Regions from separate parts of the Mus musculus genome. Here all the other regions are linked to region 2. The links are chromatin contacts, called in public Hi-C, capture Hi-C and promoter capture Hi-C maps. All regions are on one chromosome and are shown on one strand. The core of a region is the stretch at or near the end of the contact, and the rest is flanking DNA. Distances in the headings are between cores, read along the strand shown.

The links. Promoter capture Hi-C pulls out the DNA fragments that hold promoters and counts their contacts. Hi-C and Micro-C count contacts between places; a contact is called where the count stands out from the background. Capture Hi-C pulls out chosen DNA fragments and counts their contacts.
Region 1: a contact with region 2 is called in a Hi-C map of neutrophils, with 6 times the contacts expected there. The contact joins the promoter of Mtg1 here to the promoter of Mob2 in region 2. A contact is called at or near these places in 1 of 39 promoter capture datasets (pre-B cells), 1 of 484 Hi-C or Micro-C datasets (neutrophils) and 1 of 9 other capture datasets (adipose tissue).
Region 3: a contact with region 2 is called in a promoter capture Hi-C map of liver, with 2.5 times the contacts expected there. The contact joins the promoter of Ric8a here to the promoter of Mob2 in region 2. A contact is called at or near these places in 2 of 39 promoter capture datasets (erythroid cells and pre-B cells) and 2 of 9 other capture datasets (adipose tissue and liver).
Region 4: a contact with region 2 is called in a capture Hi-C map of macrophages, with 5 times the contacts expected there. The contact joins the promoter of Nap1l4 here to the promoter of Mob2 in region 2. A contact is called at or near these places in 2 of 39 promoter capture datasets (hippocampal neurons and liver) and 1 of 9 other capture datasets (macrophages).
Region 5: a promoter capture Hi-C map of liver shows a contact between it and region 2, with 5 times the contacts expected there. The contact joins the promoter of Slc22a18 here to the promoter of Mob2 in region 2. A contact is called at or near these places in 4 of 39 promoter capture datasets (the C10 cell line, hematopoietic stem and progenitor cells and liver).
Region 6: a contact with region 2 is called in a promoter capture Hi-C map of embryonic stem cells, with 2.4 times the contacts expected there. The contact joins the promoter of Kcnq1ot1 here to the promoter of Mob2 in region 2. A contact is called at or near these places in 1 of 39 promoter capture datasets (embryonic stem cells) and 1 of 484 Hi-C or Micro-C datasets (CD4 T cells).
Region 7: a promoter capture Hi-C map of liver shows a contact between it and region 2, with 3 times the contacts expected there. The contact joins the promoter of Dhcr7 here to the promoter of Mob2 in region 2. A contact is called at or near these places in 3 of 39 promoter capture datasets (embryonic stem cells, liver and pre-B cells), 2 of 484 Hi-C or Micro-C datasets (B cells and CD4 T cells), 1 of 115 datasets of contacts at active chromatin or transcription factors (large pre-B cells) and 3 of 9 other capture datasets (adipose tissue, liver and pancreatic islet).

What each region holds. Positions count from the first base shown.
Region 1 is chr7:140,136,245-140,138,944 of GRCm38.p6, forward strand. Mtg1 (mitochondrial ribosome-associated GTPase 1) reads left to right here and starts at 1,320. Exons shown (of 11, transcript NM_199301.2): 1 at 1,320-1,529; 2 at 2,075-2,139. The coding sequence starts at 1,421.
Region 2 is chr7:142,059,773-142,062,472 of GRCm38.p6, forward strand. Mob2 (MOB kinase activator 2) reads right to left here and starts at 1,262. Exons shown (of 5, transcript NM_028308.2): 1 at 1,213-1,262. The coding sequence starts at 1,229.
Region 3 is chr7:140,856,015-140,858,714 of GRCm38.p6, forward strand. It overlaps Ric8a (RIC8 guanine nucleotide exchange factor A), which reads left to right and starts at 1,383. Exons shown (of 10, transcript NM_053194.4): 1 at 1,383-1,540; 2 at 1,831-1,878; 3 at 1,968-2,558. The coding sequence starts at 1,457. Bet1l (Bet1 golgi vesicular membrane trafficking protein like) reads right to left here and starts at 369. Exons shown (of 4, transcript NM_018742.5): 1 at 207-369. The coding sequence starts at 225.
Region 4 is chr7:143,547,703-143,550,402 of GRCm38.p6, forward strand. It overlaps Nap1l4 (nucleosome assembly protein 1-like 4), which reads right to left and starts at 1,418. Exons shown (of 16, transcript NM_008672.3): 1 at 1,340-1,418.
Region 5 is chr7:143,472,535-143,475,234 of GRCm38.p6, forward strand. It overlaps Slc22a18 (solute carrier family 22 (organic cation transporter), member 18), which reads left to right and starts at 1,255. Exons shown (of 11, transcript NM_008767.3): 1 at 1,255-1,303.
Region 6 is chr7:143,295,178-143,297,877 of GRCm38.p6, forward strand. It overlaps Kcnq1ot1 (KCNQ1 overlapping transcript 1), which reads right to left and starts at 1,370. Exons shown (of 1, transcript NR_001461.5): 1 at 1-1,370. All of the region lies in intron 11 of Kcnq1 (potassium voltage-gated channel, subfamily Q, member 1), which reads left to right.
Region 7 is chr7:143,821,867-143,824,566 of GRCm38.p6, forward strand. It overlaps Dhcr7 (7-dehydrocholesterol reductase), which reads left to right and starts at 1,301. Exons shown (of 9, transcript NM_007856.2): 1 at 1,301-1,674. It overlaps Nadsyn1 (NAD synthetase 1), which reads right to left and starts at 986. Exons shown (of 21, transcript NM_030221.2): 1 at 793-986. The coding sequence starts at 877.

The DNA of each region.
Region 1 (2,700 bases), core at 70-2,569, 1.9 Mb before region 2:
GTGTGTGTGTGTGTGTGTGTGTGTGTGTGTGTGTGTAACACTTGAAAGTTCTAAGGCAGGCCCGGGAACTGATAGGGGACAACTCAATTTCCTTACATTGATTTATATGAGTATACGAGGGAGAAAGACGACTTTTTTTAGACTGCCTCATGAAGCTCAGGCTGACCCTGAGTTCCTGACCCTCTTGCCTCAAATCTCTCATATGCTAGGATTACTGGTGTGTGCTGTCACACCTGCCTGAGTTTTGGTAGCGTAGGCTACAAAGTGAGATATTGTCTCAAAAGGAAGAAAAATGTGCCTAGATTTTAAGTTTAAATTTCTAGGCCAATTTCCCACCATGGAGAAGCCACATCTTCATTGCCAGCAGCCCAATTTCTTCTGGCTTCCCTATGAAACCCTAGAATCTTGGGCATGCTAGGCCAGGCCAGCTTGTTATCCTCCATGCTATATATCCTCAAACCTGAAAGATTTGGAATATAGTGAAAAATCTCCAGATTGGGACTGGAGAGATGGCTTGGAGGTTAAGAATGATTGCTGCTATTGCACAGGACTGAAGTTCAATTCTCAGCACCCAGTCAAACAACTCAAAAGCCCCTGTAATTCCAGGTCCAGAGGATCCACTGGCTTCTGGGCGTATCCGCTAACACATGGCATACACAGACACTTCAAATAAAAATATAAAGGGCCCCCAATGGAGGAGCTAGAGAAAGCACCCAAGGAACTAAAGGGAACTGCAACCCTATAGGTGGAACAACAATATGAACTAACTAGTACCCCGGAGCTCTTGTCTCTAGCTGCATATGTATCAAAAGATGGCCCAGTAGGCCATCACTGGAAAGAGAGGCCCATTAGACTTGCAAACTTTATATGCCCCAGTACAGGGGAACGCCAGGGCAAAAAAAGGGGAGTGGGAAGGTGGGTATGGGGAACTTTTGGGATAGCATTGGAAATGTAAATGAGGAAAATACCTATTAAAAATGAGAAAAAATATAAATAAATGAAATTGAGTCTTTTTGTTGTTGTTTTTCTCTGTCTTACCATGTAGCACTGGCTCTGGAATCCACCAGGCTGGTCTCAAGCACACTGAGAGCCACTTACTGGCCTCTGCCTCTGGTGCTGGGGATAAAAAGTGTGCGCAACCACAACATAAGAGCAAATATAATATTTTATATATATATATCGTCTTTCCAAAAGAAAAAAAAGGAGACTATCTTCAAATCCCTGAAAAGAACCTCACATAAGCTCAGGAATCCTGAGAATGGAGCACTACCGGGCCAACCCCGTGCCCCTGCTTATCCCAGAGTGCTCGAGTCAGGCGCATGCGCAGTCGCGCACGGAACCCAGGCGCGCCGGAACCCTGTGAGCAGATCCAGGCCCTGGCGGAGGCGGTCCGACTGCGAACTCTTCCGACACCAGTGACATGAGGCTGTGGCCGCAGGCATGGGGTGCCGTCCGGGGCGCTTGGCGCGAGTGCTTCCCTCTGCAAGGTCACGATGTAGCACGCTGGTTCCCCGGCCACATGGCCAAGGGTGAGGCCAGCATGGGCTGCAGGCGGCACGGGCGCCGGTCCTGGCGGTTCCTTGGTTCGCCTTCCTGGCATCGGGTTGGAGAGCTGTTTTGTGCTTGATACTTTTGAGACGCACTGAGTGGTCCCTTTAAGTCACATGCAAGCTGATGTCTGAGTTTATAGGTCACAACTTGGCCCCAGGCAGCTGTAGACGTAGTGCGGTCCTAGGCTGCTGTTTGCTGTGGTCTTGGCTGCCGCAGCCATGCGAGATTATAGTGTGTGGCAGAAAAGGCGCCGGGAGTGTGAGTGGACAGGTGGCAGTTGCGGTGCGGAGCCTCAGTGTTTCTGTGCAGTGAGGGTATTAAGTCCGCACAGTATCAGGAACTTCCTGATTAAGACCATCTTGTGTGAAATGTACCTTCCAGAACCATCGGGGCACCGTGGAACGTGGCTCAGAATGCTGCCTCCTTTAACCCTGTGTGCACTGATGGTTCTCAGATGTATTCCCCTAGGAGAACTTAAACTTGCCCCCTTTGGCTGTTTCCTTAGTGCCCCTCTATTTTCTAGGACTAAAGAAGATGCAGAGCAGTCTGAAGTCGGTGGATTGTGTTATCGAGGTTCATGACGCCAGGATATCCTTTTACGCTGTAGAGGGGAGCACCTCTGCTCGACTGTAAAGGCAGCAGCAGGATGCTTTCCTGGTTCCTCTCCATCTCCTTCAGACAGTTTAGTCTGCTCTGCCTCTGGTCCATCATTATGTCTACAGCTGCGACAGCTTCTTTTGTAATTACTGGGACATAAAGCAGTGTTTTCCAATTCTCATTACACATTAGAGTTCCCGGGAGGCTTTTACATCAATAGCTAGGGCCCTTTTAGATCAGAATCTCCCTCGTGGGGTCTAGGCTGGTGTTTTTATTTTTAGGCTCCCATCTGATATCTCTCCCCCCCCCCCCCCCCCAGACAGGGTTTCTCTTTATAGCCCTGGCTGTCCTGGAACTCACTCTGTAGACCAGGCTGACCTTGAACTCAGAAATCCGCCTGCCTCTGCCTCCCAAGTGCTGGGATTAAAGGCGTGTGCCACTACGCCCGGCCCATCTGATATCTTATTTGTCTCAGCCTCTTGTTTACTTTGATATTTTTAGGGGTAAATTATGAAACCGGAGATGAAATGATCCTACTAACCTGTCCTTTCC
Region 2 (2,700 bases), core at 12-2,511:
CCTACTTTTATAGTAATACTATGAAAGAGGGACAGAGGAGTTTAACGACTGGCTTCTGGTCAGCCTCCAAGCAAAAAGCACCTGGATGGGTATGAGCCTGGAAAAATTACACATACAGCAGTGGTCAGCTTCCTCAGTCACCAAGCTGACAGATCTAGTTCACTTGCAGTGAAACCATACCTTGGCCAAGTTATAGTCAAGTGCTGGCCCTCTCCACAAGTGCACAAAGGAAGAATGGTCTGGAATAGGCTGGTTTCAAATATGTGTCCTATGCTTAAAACCCCTGGGCTTCAGAGACCTTGTTAAAGGCCAGGACATAACATCTGCCAAGCTTACCATATGCAAAACATGTGCTGGCCCTTACCTCAGTTAACCCTTCAGTAAACCTGTACTGCAGATTTCACAGCTTCCATCTGACAGACGATCCATTACAAAAAAGTCTAGAGAGGACCACATAGCTAGGAAGCAGATAGGAACCAGTGACAGGGCTTCCTCTTGAAGAAATAAGATGAGCCTCCGCCTAGTCCCCCGTGTCACCCACACTTAACGTCCTGAGTGGCACTATGTGGCTCCCGGCCTCCCTTAGTCTCTTGATTATCCCTGGGGCTGCTCACTTAGTCCGCTGTCTCCCTAGGTTGCAGCACTGGGAGGTCAAACAGCCTCAGACGTCCTGACAGTGCCACCACTACACTTTCCTCCGCCTTCCCCGCTTCTATCTCCAGAGTCCCGCGCAGCCCTCGTACTGCCGAAGCCGAAGGCCGGCTCTCTCTGTGGTCCAGCAGGATTATACGGACCCCACAGCAGGGCCGCGGACACCGCCACAGGGTCGAGAACCGAGCCGCCGGGAGAGCGCGCGCGGCTAGGAGCGCCCGCCTCTCACTCTCCTCAAAAGTAAATTGGAAGAAAGTCACTTGGGCGGAAGAACTTTCGCAGGCCCCGCGAAGACCGACGACCGACAGTGCCAGGTGCCCGACTCGCGGCCCGTCGATTCGCGGCGAGGGACCGCGGCCTCTCGGGACAGCGCCTCGGGGACCGGGCCTCTCTCCCGCCGGCCGGCCGGCCGGCCGCCTGCCCGGCCTCCCAGCACCCCGCAGCGGCTGGCCGTCCTTCCGTGCCCCGGCCCCTCCTGGAACCCGCTGCCCGCCGCCCTACGCTCCCTACGTTCGCCGCCGCCCCGCGCAGCGCCGCGCTACGCCGTCCTCCGCCACTCACCCCATGAGCCAGTCCATGGCTGCGCGGAGCCCGCGCCTCGCTCGGCCTCAGCCCCGCCGGCGGCCGGAAGTAAACACTCGATGGCTCCCGCCCGCTGCCGGACGTGACGCGCGCACGGCTTGCTGGGACGCGTAGTCCCAGCGGCCCCTGCGGCGATGTCCCGAGTACCTGTTCTGGAGTGTCAGGACCTTTCCCCATCGCCAACCTCGGGGCTTCGAGACCCAGGAGCATCCTGTATCTGAAGACCATCCAGAGTTTCTGGATCACCAGAGTGAGAATAACTTCAGAGGGCCCCAGAAACCCAGACGCCCGGAACTCCAGAGTGCCTCGGACTCGCAAACTGCCTGTCATTGCGCAGTGCCCTGGATCCTGGAGTATCACACCCCCGGTGTCTCTAGAGTGACCCCGGTGTTGCACACCTCTAGTGTTAGGACACTATAGAGTGCCTTGACCCCAGGAGTGAACCTTACCACCAGCGTGCCTGAATCTGTGGAATGCACAGACCCGTGGGAGTCTGAAGTTCCTGGGACCTGAGTATCCCTGACCCCAGTATCCCAGACCTGGGAGTATCCAGACCCCCCAGGCTGGAACATCGGAGTTCCTCTGCTCTGCAGGATGTGTTCCTTTCCTCTGCAGTGCCTCACCCCTTGCTGCTTACATCCCTCCTGATGTCCATCTTCCCACTGTTATCATCTTTTGCCCACACCTAGTGCCTCTGCCAGAACTGTTCTGACCACACTTGCCTCTTCTGTGTCCCTTAGCTTTGCTGGCCGTTCATTTGCATCCCAGCTGCCCGCCCCAGTGGACATGATTGTCCCCTTCAATCCCCATCTGTTCCCTTCCTCTATGTGCTGTACCCTCTGGCTCCTGGGTGAGCCTCTATTATCCAGGATACTTCTCTCCAGCGAGTAAGTCTCTTCATGATCCAGGGTATCTCTCCTATTGTCCGCTCTTTCCAGAGCCTGACCAGTACTAGGAACTCATTGAATACTTTTTGAAAGGCTGACTCTCTATTCTCTACACTGGAGAGATGCTTGCAGGAGCACACAGTTGAGCAGAAGGATCACAACAACCTAACTCACTAGTGTCTTCAATAGAGTGTCATGAATATCAGGCACCAGACAGATAACACCTTCAGGCCAACTGCCTGCTGTAATACAGCTGTCATATACTTGAAATGGGATTCACCTTCCCCAAAGAACCATTCCAGGATGCTGGGAAATGTCCAGTCCATTCCTTCTTTATAGCATGAACAGTCAGGCACTGGGAGTGGGTGGGGTTGCAGTTTTATCAGCAAAAAATACCTGAGATGAAACTGAAATAATAATGAAAGATCTGGAGAGGGAAAAGTCCCAAGTCAAGACCATATCAGGAGGAGAAAAATCAGGCCTGTGTTCTCCTCTGTTTCTATTCCTATGGATGCCCAGTCATACTGGATGACTTCCCCACACCATAATCACTTTGCTTTAGCCAGACGTCAGCTGATTA
Region 3 (2,700 bases), core at 133-2,632, 1.2 Mb before region 2:
CTTCCAGCTCTTGGCATCAACCACACACAAAACTGATGGCATGCCGGCTTGGGTTCCAAGGCAGCGCCAGGCGAAATCCGGCCCTGTTTTTCCAGGGATACGTAAGCGCCACCCCACGCAGGTCCTTCCACCGAGAAACGAGCGATGTCTCCAGCTCCAGACTTAGACTTCCCCTCCTACCTCTACTGCCTTTCAAGTGCTCTCACCTCGAGTCCAATCTGCCATCGCGCCCTCCAGGGTCCCACTCAGGGAATTCGCAGCACAGCAACGGACGTGGCACCAGTACCCGGGTCTTCCGGTTCCGCCTCCGGGCTAATAACTTCCGGGAGAAGGTTCTGAAGCGGAAGAAACAGACCTGGAGTGCTTCTCGGGAATGTAAATAAGGGAAGGGCGGGCCACCAGCATTCGGACCCACGGATTGGTCAGCAATATTAGTCCTGCGCTGTGGGTGTTACTCGGAGCAGGTGTTCAGACCCAAATTTGGAGCAGAGGCTAGGAACCAGCTCAGTAAATCAGTCGGATGCCTCTGGCGCTGCTAAATCCAACTGGATGGGGAGGACAGGCAGACCCGAAAGAGACTGGTGAAGGAGACGGCCGGGGCCTGCCACTGAGTAGGGGCAGAGCCGGTTAGCACGGCGGGTGACATCATCCACTGGAGCACTGTTTGTATGTGTCACTGTGGGGCACCGACTCAGCTAAGTGGCGTGCGGACCTGGCTCCCCGCTACACAGCGCTCCTACGCTTCTAACCTCAGACACGCCTCGGCTGGCCGCCCCTCCGTTGCTCCTCTCGCGGGAGTGGCTTTTCCACGGGTGTTCTTCACTTCCTTCTCTGCAATTTTCTTGAGAATAACCGTATTACTTTGGTGGCTATTCTTTTTAGATAGGTCTGCTAGTTTCTGCCTCTCGAGTGCTGGGATTTAAGAAGGCGTGCGTCACTATGCCCGGCTAACCACGTGCATTATTTTGACCATCCAAGTCGTTGTACTTCTCTTTCCCTATTCCCTATGGAAGATGAGCTCCAAGGCCTGGATCGCGAGAATCGTCTTCCCCAACTGATTAAGCGGCCAGGAGCCGGCGCTCCCTTTTTTATCACAGTACGGGGACAAGAGCGTAAAGAGGACGGTCCACGCGCGGGCCAAGCCACACCCCACTCCCCACCCTCCCATCCCACCCCACCCCCCGCCTGCCAGGAACTCGGGCTAGAGAGGAGGGCTCAAAAGGAGGACACTGCCTGGCTGGTTAGCTAGCATCGCCGCTCCAAGACTAGCCGCTCAGCGACCACAGCCGGGTTGCTCCACCTTAAGTCGGAGGCGCCTGTACACACCCTTGGGTTCGGCTGCTCTCCCAGCATCCCTCACGCGTGGACGCCGGGCTTCCGGACCTGGGCGGAGCCCCGGGGTTTGGCCGATTGCGTCTTCCCAGCCCAAGCCTTCCAGCACCCGGTGCCAGGGGCCATGGAGCCCCGGGCAGTTGCGGATGCCTTGGAGACCGGAGAGGAAGATGCGGTGACAGAAGCTCTGCGGTCGTTCAACCGGGAGGTGAGAGGCATCCGGCTGCCGAGGAAATTTCAGGAAGAGAGGAAGCAGGGGTGTGCGCGCAACTCGGCTGGGGTGTGCGTGCGAGTGGTGGCAGGGAGCACGGCGGTGGGTGGTGGGCTGGTCCCTCGGGTGGCTCTGTGGTGGCGTGTGGTGGGGCAGGTGTATGGGAGGCTAGGGTGGGCCTTGCCTTAAGGTTCAGAGCGATGGATGCTGCTTCAGAGGTCTGCTCTGACTCGAGGAGCACGGGTCCTACCTGCATGTGGATCTGAGCCTCCTGGGTCTCCCTGCAGCATTCTCAGAGCTTCACCTTCGATGATGCCCAGCAGGAGGACAGGAAGGTAGGTGTCAGCCCCAAGGGCTCCTAGGGCAGGCACGGGCTGACCCCAAGAAGAGGGCCTAGTGGAACCACTTTTGTTCGACCCCACAGAGACTCGCAAAGCTACTGGTCTCCGTCCTGGAGCAGGGCTTGTCACCAAAGCACCGTGTCACCTGGCTGCAGACTATCCGAATCCTATCCCGAGACCGCAGCTGCCTGGACTCATTTGCCAGCCGCCAGAGCTTACATGCACTAGCCTGCTATGCTGACATTACCGTCTCAGAGGAACCCATCCCACAGTCCCCAGACATGGATGTCCTCCTCGAGTCTCTCAAATGCCTGTGTAATCTTGTGCTCAGCAGTCCAACAGCACAGATGCTAGCAGCAGAGGCTCGCCTGGTGGTGAGGCTAGCGGAGCGTGTGGGACTGTACCGCAAGAGGAGCTATCCCCACGAAGTCCAGTTCTTTGACTTGAGGCTCCTTTTCCTGCTAACAGCCCTTCGCACGGATGTGCGCCAGCAACTGTTTCAGGAGCTGCACGGTGTACGCCTGCTGACTGATGCGCTGGAACTAACACTGGGCGTGGCCCCCAAAGAAAACCCTCCGGTGATGCTTCCAGCCCAAGAGACGGAGAGGGCCATGGAGATCCTCAAAGTGCTCTTTAATATCACCTTTGACTCTGTCAAGAGGGAAGTTGATGAGGTAGGTTGGAAGTCTTGGCTGAGACTCAGTTCGGGTGGGACAGTTTGCTTCCCTTTGTACCTCAGCTTGCAGGGTATCAGATATGGCGAGGACTAGAGGATGGTGTAGGCGGGAACTCAGGGAAGGTGCCTGAGCCGCACTG
Region 4 (2,700 bases), core at 168-2,667, 1.5 Mb after region 2:
TTAAATGTTATGACACTGTGAACCAATATTGGTCAACTAAGGGGGGGGGTTGAGACCGACAACTGAGTTTTACAGCATCTACTTTAGTTAAAATGATACAGCTGTAGACTACCCGACAGGTGAACTATACTCTAGTCCTATCAAAGCCCTGCTTTCTCTGAATCTTACTGTTCATCTGAATATTTGTTTCAATACGTTATTTATTTAATAATAAACATTTATTATTAAAACTGAGCCAGATTAAATCTATTTGAATTTAGATGCAAGGTACCATCACACTTAACCTATCAGGGACTTAATTTGCAATACAGGTCGAATACTCCTATACCAAAAAAAAAAAAAAAAAAAGAAGAAGAAGAAAAGAAATCAGAACGTCCCAAAACCCACTTCTTTTCGAGCACATTTTGGATTTCCAGATTAGGTACGCTCATCTGTCAGACCTACAAATATTCCACAAACCGAACCACTTCAAAACCCAGGCGTTTCTTGCTAATGCACAGTCAGCCTGTTGCACCTACATCACGTACTATTGTGAATGAGTTAAGACACGTCAGGAGCTTAAAGGAGCCCCTGGTGTGTAGTAAGCGGAGATTAGTCACCGAGAGGAAGCAACTACTATGACAGGAAGGCGGCAGTAACTTAAAAGCATTTAACTTTTGGACCAAAAACTTAAACTTGAGTCTTTTTGCTGTGGAATATGCATATGCTCGTTACCGCAGCGCACGCGCCGGAAGCTACCGCGGAAATTCCTCCAAGAGGCAGCGAAGCAGAGTTGGAGGAAGTGCGGGCCAACTTGCCCCAAGGATACCCTCGGAAGAAGGGGTACTGCTGACGACCCTGAACCCGTTAGGGGCGCCCGGGTCTGAAGGCTCAGTGTGTGTCACTAGGCTGGCTCCGCCTCCACCGCAGGCTCAGAGAGTGAGGTCTGGCTCAGAGACCGGGGCACTGTGCGGAGAGCATGCAAAGCCCGGAAGGGCGAGGCGGCGGCCCAGTAGACCCCTTCCTTCCCAGGCGCGGTCTGAGACGAGGCGTACCCAGGCCCACCTCGCTGGGGAGGCCTTGTCCTCTCAAGGAACCGCCTGCGCCGCTTCGCGTGGGTTCTCGGGCGGCGGGAACAAAGCGCGCTGACCTTCAGCCGGGGGCGGGGCTGCACGGAGGAGGGACCGGCCCGCCATCCGCCGCCACCCGCCACCCGGACCTCTGACCCGGTCGCCGCCCGCCTCTGCTCGCCGCCATGGCGCGTCGGCCTGCCCGCGCCGCCCACTCCTCCCCGTCTCCGCCTCCTCCGCCCCAGTCCCTCGCCAGCCGCCCGCCGCGCCGTTACCCGCCAGCACCGCACCTCGCGCCTCCTGCGGCAGTGGCGCCTGTCCTAAGCTCGCTCCGGGGCTGCACCGCCGTGGTCGCCAACAAAACCACCTGCCATTGGCCGTATCGCCGGGCTCCACCCTCTGCGAGCAAAACGGGCGACGAATGGACAATAGAGCTGTTTATCAACTGCACCAGGCACTAGGAAAGGCGGTATCCAATCAAAATCTGTTGAGGGAGCACGGCGTCCAGCCTAAGCCCGCGAGCTATATGTAGTTAGAGTAGTGACGTGTGTTCCGGCGCACGCGCAGTTCGTGCTTCTTTAAAGGGGCTGCTGGGCGCGCGTGTAGGACTTTGGGCTTGTTACAACCTCTAGGGTTTGAGCTTCCTGGACCACATCGGCAACGCTCTTTCCAGATTACTTACAACTCCCTGCCTTCCCCCGGCCTGGGAAAAGCACCGCCTACTTCTCAAGGCCTTCTGACCCTCTGTCTACAGTGCCTGCCTGGCATGGGACTACCCTTCTGATAGAAAAGTTCAGCACATCTGTACTGGCTGGTTTTGTGTGTCAATTTGATACAAACTAGAGTTATCTGAAAGGAGGGAGCTTTGAGAAAATGCCTCCATAGGATCCAACTGTAAGGCATTTTCTCAATGATTGGTGGGAGAGGACCCAGCCCATTGTGGGTAGTACCACCCCTGGGCTTATTGGTGGTGTCTGTAAGAAAGCAAGCTGCACAAGCCAGTAAGCAGCACCCCTCCATGGCCTGTGCATCAGCTTCTGCCTCCAGGTTCCAGCCCTGCTTGAGTTCCTATCCTGACTTCCTTCAGTAATGAACAGCAATATAGACGTGTAAGCCAAATAAACCCTTTCCTCCCTAACTTGCTTTTTGGTCATGGTGTTTTCATTGAAGCAATAGACAACATCTGATAAGAATAAATAACTTGCTTGCAGATAATGTGTGTTTTCCTAACAAATTCTACGAACAGGGCAGTTGGAAACAAAGCTGGGTATGGTGCAACATGCATGCCTTCAATCCCAGTACTTCTGAGATAAGAGATACAGGTGACAGAATGAGCAGTTTGTCACTTCCAACTATGTAGCCAGTGTGGGGCCAGTCTGAGCAACATGCAACCCTGTCTGAAAAACAAAAACTTAAAATGAAGTGTGGTTACTGAAGGCCAGAAGGTCTACAGCATTGTTTTTCTGTATTACTTCTCTTTCATTCTTAAATTGGAACTATGTATAAACAGTTTCGCTTACAAAATTAAGGAAAGTAAATAAGCTCGTATGTTTTTACTTACATTTTTTTCTGACATACATTTTTTTTTCCTGACATTTTGATTGGTTAGTGGCTGGTTTTGCTTTTCCACGACAGGGTTTCTCTGTGTAGC
Region 5 (2,700 bases), core at 5-2,504, 1.4 Mb after region 2:
AAATGGTCTGGGGGTAACCAATCACTCTTGGTTTGGACCAAGTCCTGCTCTACAGCAGGAAATTCATCCCTGGTACTGTGAACTCAGTCAAAATATGGCGTGGGGGGGGGGGGCGGTCATAGGCTCTAGGGAATCTACTCCTGTTGTCTTGCTAAGTGAATGTCATCAAACTCCCTTCTAAATGTTCGTTTGTAGACAAAGGCTAGTGCTGTTCTTAGTCTTAGCCAGGGAAGCTTCTCTGCAGTGAGCAACAGTTGAGGAAGAAATTCATAACTCAGTGCTGAATGAGTGACTGTGGACAGCTCAGCCCTAAATGGGGCATCTGCATCAACCTGACCTCCAAGGTTCAGGGGACAGAAAGACTGTAAGAGCCAGAGGATGGGAAGGAATTCACTGTAGCCATAGCTACCTCAACAAGATCAAGGCAATAGCATCAGTCAACAGTCTAACAAGTGGCACTCACGGAACTCTAAAGTGAAAGAGAGAGGAGAAATAGAGAGAGACAGAGACAGAGAGAATGAAAGAAGAAAGGGGTATATTGGAGGTTATTAGAGGGGAAATGGGAAGAGAAAGTTAAGTGTGCATACAAACAAGATACATTGTATACATGTATGAAATTGGCAAAAATAAACAAATGATATCCACTAAATAGGTCACCTGCACACAGTAGGTACTCAATGGTTATGGATGAAGGAGGTTCCTGCTTCATAGACACATCATTAGGCCCAGGAAATCATATAGGCAGCATCTCTCTTCTTGGGGAAGCTCCGGGCTATCCTGAACACCAGCACACAGTAGTCACTTTCTCTGCACCTGTGGCCATGCTCACACCCCTCTATTTTTGCCCCTAACCCCGCAGGACCCCCTAAGTCTAAGCCCTATCAGGTGTTCTCAGTTGCCTGAGCTCACCCCTATGCCCTGCCACACTGTTCTTACTGCCTGACTTACCCTTCCTACACCTGATACATTGTGCTTCTCCTTAGGACCCCACTGGGAAGCTGCCTCCCAACCTGGCTCCAGATAAGAATCAGCCCTTCCTACAGCAGCCTGGGTTGGTCCCCTTGGCAGAACAGTGGCCTCATGTGAGTGATATTGATCCCTAGAGAAAGCTACTTCCTCTTCAGGAGGTGATCCCAGGTTCTAGGGTTCCCTGTTCCTCTCTAGCCAGAAGGGCAATTTTACCACACTCCCTCACAACCAGGAAGTGCCCCACCCCTCTGGAGCCTGTTCAGAACAAGCACAAAAGCTAGAATCATTCGGCCTGGCCTGCCGGTTCCCCCACAACTGCAAGCTCTGCTTGTGGGTAAGTAGCCTGCTCCCATTGCTGTTTATTATGAACGCTGGAGGACCTTTGGCCTTCCCCAAACTATCCTGAGGCAGTCTTACTCAACCCCCAAGCTCTGCCCCCAAAACCCTGACACCAATAAAGATGTCACCTGCACACTAGGTAAGAATTAACCCCATCAGGGAGCTGACCTGACAGGAACTATCCCTCACTTCTACCCCCATGGACTTCAGAAGGGCCTGGACTCTGGACCCCAGGAGTCCTGAGATTCCTGGCCTCAGAGTCCTCTCCTTTCCATAATCAGCCTCCCTCTCATCCCTCATGGAAGCCCTGGCTAACTGGGTCTCCTCCAACCCTCCGGGAGCTGGGATGGGTTCCTACAACCTCTTGGCAGAGGAACTGAGAACACTTAACATCCACACCTGCAACACATCTCCCATCCCAATTTTCAAGGTGGAATCTACCCCAAGCATACGGCACATACCTGGGGACAGACAGAGCCTTGGGCCTGATCCATTGGTTAGAATGCCAATAGCCATGCCTCTAACTGCCCAGTTTGAGACATGTTCTCACTGGGCATCCCTGGGCACCCTGTCCCAGTTCCTCCCTTTTCTGATCTGCTGAGCTGGGGTGTGCATGCAGCAAAGGAGATCTGATTTTCATGTTGTGGCCTGTGACTTGACCCTACTCGGCTGCAAGGTAGAGAGGTGGGGTGGGCGTGTAAAAGAGCGTCTGGTTTCCTAGCAGTGATCAATCTGTCTGAAGATGAATGAATATGGATAGTACTGGTCAGGGCCAGAGTGTTGACCCTCCAGAAATGTGAGAACAGGACAGACAGGGGGAGGGGCATTTCTATAGCTTCCAGAAGCCTTTTGGTCAGTGGAGAGAGATTTGGAGCACAAGAACTGCCCACACAAGTGTAGTATCACTGTGCCTCTCCTGGCTTCTGCTTTCCCTTCTTCTGGATCCCAGAGCCATACCCCCTCCTCTTCCTCCTCCTTCTTCTCCTAGTCTTCACTCTCCAACCCTAAATGAACACCCTGTGGTGCTTGAGTGGTCAGAATTCCAACTTCCTTGGAACCAGAGTCCAGGGCAGGGCTGAGGCTTAACACTGGGAACCTCGCAAGCCCCGTGGGGGGGGGGGGGGAGCCTCAGGAGGCGTGTCTTGATTGGCCAATGAATGCTCAGAGACTGTGTTGCGGGCTAGCCCAGATCCCAGGGTGGGTGGAGCGAGCTCCGGGGCGGGAGAACTAGCCCTGGTGAAGTGGGAGGACCCAAGCTATTGTGGGGTGGGACCTTTCCGGGTCACTAAGGAAGGGCCTCTATCAAGAAACACCTGGGAGGGCTCATCCACCCGAAATACACCCACTCTCTCCCGGAGAAAGCAGGAATACACCCACTCTCTCCCGGAGAAA
Region 6 (2,700 bases), core at 120-2,619, 1.2 Mb after region 2:
CACACCCAACTCGGATCCAAGAGCTAGATCACAACTCGGTTCAAAACTCCGAATAAGCAGCCTTCCCCAGCCTCAGTTCCACGATACCCTTCCCCCACCATGCGCGAACATTCCGAACGGAGCCCCTCACTCTCAGCATTAAAACAGCTACCACATAACAACACGTACTCCACTCACTACCTTGGTGCTGGCCACACCGGGCTACAAAGCTCAGGGGTCTCCAGACCCGATTCGGTTTCAGCTCCAGTGCGTTCTGACTCGGCCCGGGGTTTAGAATCCGAAGGCCTGAGCCGGTGTCCTAGGCCACTCACCTTGGGACTCGACCGACCTCGGGGCTCAAAGGGCCTCAAGACCACCCCTGCTTCTGTAAGCCTGGGCCACAAAGATGGGGACGTGGACGCAAAATACGAGAACTGAGCCACGGCCGTGAAACGAGGACCGGCCGTGAAACGAGGACCGAGCCGTAACTGCAAAACGAATACGGAGCCACTGCGGCAAAACGAAGATGGAGCCCAGCCGCGAAAGCGCGGCACGAATCACCTCTGCTTCTGGCCGTGAGTGCTTGCCGCGAGGAGGGGGAGGCTATGATGAGCGCGGCCACGCGGACTTGCGACTTGTGCCGTGCTGACTCAGAGAAGAAACCCGCGCTGAGAAAAAAACCATACCTAGGAGAACCATGCCGAGAAAAAGAAGCGCTGGGAACCAAGCTGAACAGAAAAGCTCTCCAAGTAGAATCACACAGAGGGAAAAGAAGCGTGTTGAAGAAAAACTGAGAGAACCCAGCAGGCTAAAAAAAAATGCTGAGAAGCCAAGTGGATCGCGCCAAGGCAGCCGACCGCGCTGGAGTGATCCGTGCTGAAACGATCCACACGGAAGTGACCCAATTGCTGAGGCAGATCGGACCATATCGCCGACCACCATGACGAAACAAGATAAGACCTCACCATGGAGGTCTAGGCTCAGGACAAACACTGAGGAGGATCGCGTTGAGCAAAGCACACTGAGGATGGCTAGTCGGGACTGAGGTGTAGTGCTCAAGTGATCCGAGCAGAGGCAGCTCCAAAAGAACTGTGGACAAATATGCTGAGGCTGGTGGCTGGCTGATATGACCTCACCGTGAAAAACCATGCAGAGGACGATCACACGGATGAAAACCACGCTGCTGAGACGAGCCACGCTGGGAAGGACCATGCAGAGAAAAGCACACTAAGGTGTACTAGACCGTAACCACGCCGAGGAGAAGCCCACCGAAGTAATCCAAAATGAGGCCGACCACACCGGGCCTGACTGGACCAAAATGCACCATCATAGACCACGCGGAGGGGCGCCGCAAGGAAAGCTGCGCAGACGTGCTGAGGCAACTGTTCCTCCTAGCGACAACGGCTAGGCCACCTACCAAGACCTTGGTGACGTGGCAGCCACGACACTGTTGATTGGACAGATGCTGAATAATGACTAGGGAGCTCTTCCTCATGATAGGCTGGATACAGATAGCTCTGTGCTGACTATTTTTATTGGCCAAGAGGAAACAGCCTGATGTCTCCAGCATTTGGATTGGGTGAGCTTGTACAGGATTGTACGACCTAGCCTGCTGGGTCCACCACCCCTTAAGGCCTACCTTCCTCATCCCTTCCTAGCTGAACCTGGGGTTCTTAACTCTGAATAAGTGTGAGACCAACCTCAATGCAGTACAGGGCAGATACCTGAGGCAGCCAATGTACCTAAACGGTTTCATGGCCAAAGATGAGTATGCCCCTGGCTCTGGCCTGACCTTGGGATGCAAAAAAGCAATCCACCCTCTCAGCTGTCCCATGGAATCCTACTGTGCAGGCCAGGGTGTGGTCATCTAAAGCACACAAGGAGGCCACCCTGCTTGTTTTTTTTTTTTTAATCACCAAGTAAGGAAAGTCTTGGGGCTATCTTACTTATGAAAAGGAGGGGGCCCTGGGTCTGCCCATGTTATAAAACTAGGTAATGATAGTCCTGAGGTTAGACCCCAGCCACTCGACCCATCCTCCAGATTCTCTTGGTTCCTGGCCCTGTCACTGGAGTGTTCAGGATCGTTTCCACTCTGTCCACTTACTTATCCATGCATTTATTTGACTAACACTGTCTACGCACCACCCTGTATCTAGCATTGACCTAAAGCCTGGAGAAACTTGACAAAATGCCAGATTTGGGGGACAATCCACTTGCCCAGGATTCATAAGCAAGCCTGGGGCGAGGGGGGGGAATGCAGATTTCTGTGCAAACTATAGTTTTAGCATGTGGAACTCTGGGTATATTCTCCAAACCACCCCTACCCAGAATTGACTTCAAACAGGATTTAGGGGAAGGGGAGGGAGAGCCAGTCCTGTGAACAGGCCAGGGTGTGGTCATCTAAAGCACGCAAGGAAGCCATACATCTTAACTGCTTTTGCTGAAAATATATGTCTACAAAAACAGCCAGGAAGCTCTCTTGCCAAAGATGACTGAGTATATGTGGGGGAAGGAGGGGAAGGCACGGTTTTTAGGTTTGGGTTTTTTTTCTTTTTCTTTTTCTTTTCTGTTCTTTTTCTCTTTTTTTCTCCTGTTGTTATTTAGCTGGAGAAAAGAGAAACTGGTGTCATCCTCTAGCAACAGACAGTTCCTTTTTACCCTCAGAAGCTACTCCTAGCTTGGTACCCCACCTCCTACCAGGCCACACATCTGCTTTGCCAA
Region 7 (2,700 bases), core at 51-2,550, 1.8 Mb after region 2:
CTGATATTTGACCCTTGCCCAAGAGTCATTTGGCCCTCACAGGGGTTGTGGCTCACAGGTTGAGAACTGCTCACTCAGACCCACAAGGTGGAAGAGGACAGCTGACTCCTGCAGGTTGTCCTCTGACCTCCACATGCACATTATGGCGTGCATATGTACATGAAATAAATAATACATTTGGGTTTTTCTTGTTGTTTTGCTTGTTTCTTGTTTTTCCTATTTAGCCTTCCTGCAGAGGCTTCCAGCACGGATAACCTGAGGTGAGCAGTCTGCAGCTGGGCACAGAGTATCCCCAGTTCTATCTTCTGGGGGCAATGATGAGCTGACCTGAATGTCAACAATACAGGTATATGGAACGCCAACACCCTTCTCTGACCTGAGACCTCTTCTGGCTTCAGTATGCCTTCTCCCAATGCCAATCCATGAGGAATGTCCTCAGGAGCCCTAGAACACGGATCTCTAGTCTTTGCAAACGCCTAGATCTCAATGAAACAGTTCCAAGAATGCGCAGCCCTGCCCCAGGTAACCTTAGAGAGACCCACCAGATCCTAGAGGATGGATGAGGGCAGTGTCTGCCTGGCTGGCAGGGCACTCCTATTTCCACTCTTGCCTTGCTTCCTCACATGTCCCCCAAATTAGGAAGTCGCCCTGAAAGCTCACCAAGCATTACCCTTCTATCTGTTCCCACGCCCAGCGCTGTGAGTCTCTCCTGGGCAAAGCTGGCCTGGACTGCCATGTCCTACCCATTGTGGACTTTGACTTCTTCCTGTCTCCCGCCACCCCAAAACTCACTCTTTAAAATCCTCTGGAAATTGCCCTCAAAGTCCAGGGCCCACTGATTGAGTGCACAGGTGGCCACGGTCACTTTCCGGCCCATGCTGGTTACAGGTTCCAGGCTGGGACGGTGTAATAACGGAGACCACAGGGAAGATACTAGCCGGACTGTCCGGTCTACGCCTGCGTAGCTTGGTTTCCTAGAGGCCCCTCCCCACGGCTCGCCATAGCCCCGCCCCTCTGCCGTCATAGCCCAGCTTCTGCACCGCCTCCAGAACTGCGCCGGCGCAGACCGTGTCTTACCCGGAAGCCCCGTCCTTTCGCCCTCCACAGCCACACCCCTTCTCACTTTCGCAGTGCGCGCCCTTCCGTGAGACCCCGCCCCCGCGGAGATCCTGCACAAAGCGCACCCTTTAAAGTAGGGCCCTAAGGAGCGCCTGCGCAGTAAGGTTGTCTCAGCGTCCCGCTGTTGCCCAAGGTCAGAGCGTCCTGGATCATTTCCTTTGCCATCTGAGCGACTTTTGATAGGTCATGAAAGGCTTGTTTTCTGCCACCAAAAGTAATGTCAGGTTTGCTTTCTGTCGCTGTGATGAACACGTGGCAAAAAGCAGCTGGGGAGGAAAAGGGCTCACTTCACCTTATAGCTCATAGTCTGTAATGAAGGGAAGTTGAGGCAGGAACTGAAGCAGAGACCAAAGAGGACTTCTGCCCACTGGCTTGCTTGAAGGCTTACTCAGCCTGTTTTTTTTTTTTTTTTGCACCACTGAGGACCACCAGCCAGGGGTAGCGCCACCCACAGTGGGCCAAGGCCGTCACATCAATCATCGGTTATGAAAATGCTCCACAGACAAGCACAGGCCAGTCTGATGGAAGGGATCTCTCAAAGTTTCCACTTCGCAGGTGTGTTCAGTTAATTTGTGTCAATTTTGTCAGTAGGAGCTCACAGAGAGCTCACAGAGGGAATGGGTGTGTCCTGCTTCTTTGGCTCACAGCAGTCTGGATTCCCTGTGCATCAACCTGAGCCCTTTCTCATTCCTGTCCCTTTTGCGTTTGGGTAACACCAATCAAAGTAGATACAACTTTTTTTTTCCATTTTTTATTAGGTATTTAGCTCATTTACATTTCCAATGCTATACCAAAAGTCCCCCATACCCACCCACCCCCAATCCCCTACCCACCCACTCCCCCTTTTTGGCCCTGGCGTTCCCCTGTACTGGGGCATATAAAGCTTGCGTGTCCAATGGGCCTCTCTTTCCAGTGATGGCCGACTAGGCCATCTTTTGATACATATGCAGCTAGAGTCAAGAGCTCCGGGGTACTGGTTAGTTCATAATGTTGTTCCGCCTATAGGGTTGCAGATCCCTTTAGCTCCTTGGCTACTTTCTCTAGCTCCTCCATTGGGAGCCCTGTGATCCATCCATTAGCTGACTGTGAGCATCCACTTCTGTGTTTGCTAGGCCCCGGCATAGTCTCACAAGAGACAGCTACATCTGGGTCCTTTCGATAAAATCTTGCTAGTGTATTGTAGTGGCTATTCCTGGTTGTCAACTTGACAATATTTGGAATGAACTACAATTCGGAATTGGAAGGCTCACCAGTGACCCTTATCTGGAGGCTTGGAGATCCTTATCTGGATCTTGGTTTGAAGATCTTGAGCCATAGTGGCTATGGATTCCAGAAGATTTAATCTCCGAGTTAAGGAACACACCTTTAATCTGGGCTATGCCTTTCATTTGGGATTAAAGGTGTGGTGGAACACACCTTTAATCTGGGCTACACCTTTTGCTGGAGACAATATAAGGACATTGGAAGAAGGGAGTCTAGCTCTTGCTCTTGCTCCTTTGCCTGCTTGCTGCGTGAGACTGAGTAACTGCTAGATCCTTGGACTTCCATTCACAGCTGCGACTGAACAATTGTTGGGAATTC